Linked DNA regions of Sus scrofa: region 2 is linked to region 1. A link is a contact called in public HiChIP or PLAC-seq data. All regions are on one chromosome and are shown on one strand. Each heading gives the region's core, a stretch centred on a gene start, on an enhancer-like site or on the middle of the called end of the contact. The rest is flanking DNA. Distances are from core to core; before and after follow the strand shown. Region 1 holds the start of JSRP1 (junctional sarcoplasmic reticulum protein 1). Region 2 holds the start of ABHD17A (protein ABHD17A).

Region 1 (2,998 bases), core at 216-2,715:
GGGGGGCACTGTTTAAGCCAGTCAAAGCTGGGAGTCCTAGTCCTGGTCTCTGAGGGTGAGCCATCCAGCTCAGCAGGAGGGTGGGGCATGGGCTTCATTGGGGGGGCCCTCTACCTCGGGCCCTGTCCTCCCGGGGCTGGCCTGGGCAGGGGTCAGCCAGTGCAGAGAGGTCCTCATCCACTGGGCAGCTGCCCAGGCCTCCATCCAGCTCTTCCAAGGCCCTGGTTGTCATGGAGATGTCTGAGAAGCAGCAGGTCCAGGGTAGGGCTGGGGAGAGTGGGGAAGAAGCAGCCTACACTTGCTGAGCCCCTGCTAGGGGTCTGGGCCTGACCTGAAGAGAAAAGGGGTCCCTCCTCTCCCATCCCCACAACAAGCCCTGGCTTTTCTCTCTGCCTGGAGCCCTCTTCACTTGGTAAATTCACACTCAGCAGGATATGGCCCAGCAGCCAGGAACTCTTCCTGACCCCTTAGGCCGGCATTGGGACCCCTCCCGATAGGCCAGCATCTCTGAGGCCCCAGCATTGCTGAGTACAGGGGCTCCTGGGCCCCCAGAGTGGGCTGAGTCCTGCCCTTGGTCACACAGAGGTGAGCAAGGAGCCCAAACCGGAACCCTTGGCCCCAGGGTCGGCTCATGTTCTCTGAGACCAGGGACTATTTTTATCCGGTGGCCAAGGCCAGTGGGACCAGTCAACATGCGGCCCATCCCCTCCCAGGCCTTTGCCCCCCTGGGGTCTTCCTTTGGACCATCCTCACCCACAATTCCTGGCACCCAGCCTCCCCTGGACCCTCTAAGTCTGGGAGCTGAAGGCCCAGCAGCAAGGACTAGCCTTGCTCTGGCCATGACAGGAAGGCCAGGGGCGGGGGGTCCCAGGGCTCCTGACCTCAACGCTGGGGGTCCCACCTCCTCTGGCTGCCTTTGCTCCCGTAGGGCAGGTGAAGAAACTGAGGCTGGAGACAGAGGCATGGGCCTGAGGTTGTGCAGAGCTGGAGTCAAACTTGCCTGTTGGCCTCCCATCCCTGCTTTTTGGGGTTCCCAGTGCCTCTGGCTTAAGCATTAATGTGACTCATATCTGGACTGAGAGGGAACCCCTCCCTGGGGCAAGAGCAGATGGTGGGGGAGGGGCCTGATGGGGGAGGGGAGTGTGCCCCTACGCGGTATGAGGGCAGCCACAGGATTTGGGGACCCCTATGGACCTTGGATGCCTTCCTAGATCCTGGGGTGGAGGGCCCACCTCTGCCCAGGCCTCCCTCTGCCCCTCTTACCCCACAGCCGCCACGCTGGGCCTGGTGGTCAGGATGGAACACAGGCAGGGTGGCCGGAGACAGGCAGTAACAGGTGGTTGGAGGCCATGGGGTGGGCCAATCAGCTCTCGGCCACAGTGGGAGGGGGAGGAAGTCTGGCTTGAGGTCCCTGCTGGGGTGCACCCCCTCCTTGGAGCAGGACCAGGCATTTGCCAAGGGGTGGCCCCGCCCCCACTGGCACAGAGCCACAGCCAGGCTGGCCCCAGTGACCCTGGGAGCACTGCTTCCTGTCTAGCAGCCTCAGAAAAGAGGGTCCCAAAGGTAAGACCACCCACAAAGTGTGGTCATCTTGCTTTTATGATCACCGACTGTGTCTCAGGAGCCCAAGGGCCATCAGGGGAGGGCTTCCTGGAGGAGGACAACACCACTGAGGGGAATCTGGGCTCTGCTGGCTGAACTTGGCTAGGCACAGCTCAGAGGCCTTGGTTTCCTCATCTGGAAAGTGGAGTCACTTCCTCCCAGGGGACAGTGAGGCCAAAATGAGTTAATTTGGGTTAAACAACCACTGGATGACTCTGGGCTGTTTTTGTATCATCCCACCAAGTCATACACACATCCACACCTTGGTTCAGTCAATCATCAAACACACAGCACTCAGCGCTTTTGTTCTGTTTGGTTTGGTTTGGCCATGTACTGGGCATGCAAAGGTTTCCACCCAGGGTTCAAACTCATGCCACAGCAGTGACCAGAGCCACAGCAGTGACAATGCCATGTCCCTAACCTAGTAGGCCAACAAGGAACTCCCCATTTTTCTTTTTTATTAAACACTCTCTCTTGCCCACCACTTTGTCATTTTCTTAAAATAACAGTCTTTTTTTTTTTTTTTTCTTTTTTTTGTCTTTTTGCCTTTTCTAGGGCCGATCCTACAGCACATGGAGGTTCCCAGGCTAGGGGTCTAATCGGAGCTGTAGCCGCCGGCCTACACCACAGCAACGCGGGATCCGAACCGCATCTGCGACCTACACCACAGCTCACGGCAATGCCAGATTCTTAACCCACTCAGCAAGGCCAGGGATCAAACCCACAACCTCATGGGTCCTAATCAGATTGTTAACCACTGAGCCACAACGGGAACTCCCTACAATAGCAGTCTTATCGGAACACAGTTCATTACCATACAGTTCACTCTGTAAAGTATACAATTCAGTGGTATTTAGTACCTTCCCACGGTTGTACCATTATCATCTCTATCCAATTCCATAACATTCCATCACCCCAAAAAGAAGCCCCATCCCCATCAGCAGTCACCTTCATCCACATCCCAGCCCTTGACAGCACTAACCCACTCTCTGTGTCTGTGGATGTGCCTGTTCTGGACATTTCCCATCCATGGAATCACACACTGCGTCCTTCTGTATCTGCTTCTCTCACTGAGCATCCTGATCTCCAGGTCCATCCACGTGGTAGGCAGTGAGTGTCAGGGCTTCTCTCCTTTTCAGGATGAGTGATGCTCCCACGTGTGGAGGGCACATGGTATGTGTCCTTTCACCAGGATCTGACAGGGTTGAGATTGGGGGAGGAGGTAGGTGATTTGGTCAAGTGCAGGATCAGATCCTCTCTTCATGTAAAATGCTGATATTTTCTTCATTGTGGGTTTTTATGCTTTTTTTTTTTTTTTTTGGCTGTGCCCACAGCATACAGAATTTCCAGGCCAGGGGGTGGAACACTTTCCCCAGCTGCTACCCAAGCCACAGCA
Region 2 (2,998 bases), core at 174-2,673, 240 kb after region 1:
CCATCTTTAAGGAATAAAAAAAAATCTATAGGACAATAGAGAAAGGGGGCTCCTCTCCCCCCTCCCAGAAACCCTGGGAGCTGTTTGCTTTCCTTTAATAAAGACTTTGCTTGCTTACTGCCTCTGTTCGTGGAGTTCATTCTTCCACTGCCGTGAATAAGAACCCGGATTCTGTTATCATCTTTCTGGTATCAGAATTGGAGTTGTAGCCACCAGCCTGCACCACAAGCCACAGCAACGTGGGATCTGAGCCATGTCTGTGACTCATATTGAATCTCAGCAATGCTGGATCCTTAACCCACTGAGCGAGGCCAATCTCATGGATGCTAGTTGGATTCAATACCTCTGAGCCACGACAAGAATTCCCAGGATGAGGATGATGATGATGATGATTATTTTGCTTTTTAGGGCCGCACCTGCGGCATAGGGAGGTTCCCTGGCTAGGGGTCCAATTGGAGACGTAGCCACTGGCTACATTCACAGCCACAACAATGTTACAGCAACGCTACAGCCAACGCCAGATCTGAGCCGTTTCTGTGACCTACACCACAGCTCACAGCAACACTGGATCTTTTTTTTTTTTTTAATGTATTTAATTTTTTTAAAATAATTTTCTTTATTTTCCCACTGTACAGCGAGGGGGTCAGGTTATCCTTACATGTATACATTACAATTACATTTTTCCCCCACCCTTTCTTCTGTTGCAACATGAGTATCTAGACAAAGTTCTCAATGCTATTCAGCAGGATCTCCTTGTAAATCTATTTTAAGTTAACACTGGATCTTTAACCCACTGAGCAAGGCAGGGGATCAAACCGCATCCTCATGGAAACTAGTCAGAATCATTTCCACTGAGCCACGATAGAAACTCCTCTATCTCGGTGTTCCCCTTGTGGCTTAGTGGTACGGAAACCGACCAGTGTCCAAGAGGATGTGGGTTCGATCCCTGGAATGGCTCAGTGGGTTAAGGATATGCGGTGGTGTAGGTCGCAGACACAGCTCGGATCTGGATCTGGTGTTGCTGTCGCGTAGGCCGCGGTTGCATCTCTGCTGCCACGGGTGCAACCCTAAAAAGAAAAAATTTTTTCATCTTAAGAAGTTTTTTGGCACCCTGTAAATTTTGCTTCGGAGACGAGTGCCTCCCTTGCCTCACCCTAGTACTGGCCTGGGAATGAGTAAAGGAACCAGTGAATTGTGTCTCCACCGGAAACCTGTCCAACTTGCCCGGCCCCGCCCACCCACCAGGTCCCCGCCCACCCACCAGGTCCCGCCCACCCACCAGGTCCCCGCCCACCCACCAGGTCCCCGCCCACTACTCTTGCCCTGCTCCCCAGGAAAGCGGCCCCTCCCCCCATGCGCGCCTCGCGCCCGCGCCCCGCGCGGCCCCCGGCCCCTGTCCCTCGCGCGCACCTCGCGTCACTTCCGGGGCGGTGGCAGGAGTGAGGCTCACTTCCGCCCGCGGGGGAGCGGCGGCCGTGGCGGTGCAGGCAACCGGGCCGGGGCGCCGAGGGATTGACGGAAGGGCGGGCGGCCGGGAGCCATGGAGCGCGGCCCCGGGGCCGGGGGGCGCGGGCCGCAGCGGTGAGTGCCAGGCAGGGGCGGGTGCGGCGGTGCAGCGAGGTCTCAGTGCCTCCTGCGGCCGTTTGGGGAGCCGGGGCGGGCCGCGAGGCCAGGGCAGCCCGGCCCGACGCCCCCGAGAGCCTTCACTCACTGGGCGGCCGCGGTCCGGGAGGAGGACCCTCAGATCAGGCCTGAGAATCGCGGGACAGAGTCCGACAGAGCCCGGTCCGCTGTCCGTTCAGCCCTCCGACCTGCGGTGTGCGCCCACCGTCCTGGAGACGCTACCTTGCTTTCGGGGAGTGCCCCGTCCGAGCCGCGGACTCTGCCTCTGCCCGCGAACCGGTCCCCCAGCCCGACACCCGGGCCCTCTCCATCAGCGGGAGCGGAGCCCTGCTTCCTTAACGTCTCCAAGACACCTCTGCCGTTTCGCAGGCGTCTTTTGGCCGGCAGTGACACTTAGGCAGATTTCCCAGCCTCTGCTCCATTCCTGTCTCCAGGATGCAGCCAGGGCACGTTCACAGCCCTTAATCCATGGGGTACATTCTCCACCTAGGACTCCTTCAGGATTCCTCATCACTCCAGGATGAAGTCCAAACTGCAGCAGGGCTCACGGGTGCGGCCTGACCCAGCCCTGGCTCTCTCCAGGACTCCCCTGCTCACCTCTTCTTCCCAGTGTCCTTCTAGCTCTGGAGCCACAGTTCCTAGAACTTGCTGTTACCACTGGGTCTTGCCTTCAGCCCTGCTCTCTGTCACCTGGCATTTGCCCTGTGCTTTTCAGAGGGCACCTTCTTCCTTGCAGCTTTCCCACCCTGACTGGCTGGGTGAGGTGCCATCACAGTCGTCCGTATTTAGGTCGGCCTGAAGTATTGCAGTTGTCTGGTTCTGTCTTGTTCCTTATGACACTGCCACCTGGGATGGAATTGCTAGGCTCTGGGTGCCAGCGATGCCTACCTAGTGAGTGAGGCACCTGAGTGTGCTCTGTCCAGCCCGAGCCTGGCTCTTGAGGCGCAGTCAGTGACATCCATAAAAGACAGCAGAAGGTTGGTCCCAGGTCTGCATGGCTAAAGAGACCATTCCTCCTCTCTGTCAGACGTGGTGTACTGTACTGTAGTTTTCCCCTTTGCCCTGGTCCTTTGGCCATTTCATTGAGCAAGAACAAATAGTGGCCCTGCCCTCATGGAGTTTCTCTTTGGTTTGAGGGGCATATGGTTGAACATGAACATATGAACTGCAGAGAGAGATCTGGAACCATGACAGTGTGCAGGGGTACTGACCCTGTTTGGAGCAGCGCTGACAGGGAGATCTGAATGGTGGGTGGGACAAGGGGCAAGAGCTGTCTAGTGAGATTGGGGAACCAGGTGGGCTGTGGCTCTGAGGCAGGAGGGGGCAGTGGGGCTCACCTGGGGAGAGTAAGGTACAAGATGAGTGAGGCTGGGGA

What was found. HiChIP or PLAC-seq counts read pairs in DNA pulled down with a chosen protein or histone mark.
Region 2: an H3K27ac HiChIP or PLAC-seq map of alveolar macrophages shows a contact between it and region 1. The contact joins the promoter of ABHD17A here to the promoter of JSRP1 in region 1. A contact is called at or near these places in 1 of 47 Hi-C or Micro-C datasets (liver) and 1 of 2 datasets of contacts at active chromatin or transcription factors (alveolar macrophages).

The regions. Positions count from the first base shown.
Region 1 is chr2:76,420,940-76,423,937 of Sscrofa11.1, forward strand. It overlaps JSRP1 (junctional sarcoplasmic reticulum protein 1), which reads right to left and starts at 1,466. Exons shown (of 8, transcript XM_021084195.1): 1 at 1,264-1,466; 2 at 902-948; 3 at 115-267. The coding sequence starts at 1,451.
Region 2 is chr2:76,656,650-76,659,647 of Sscrofa11.1, forward strand. It overlaps ABHD17A (protein ABHD17A), which reads left to right and starts at 1,424. Exons shown (of 5, transcript XM_003122999.6): 1 at 1,424-1,581.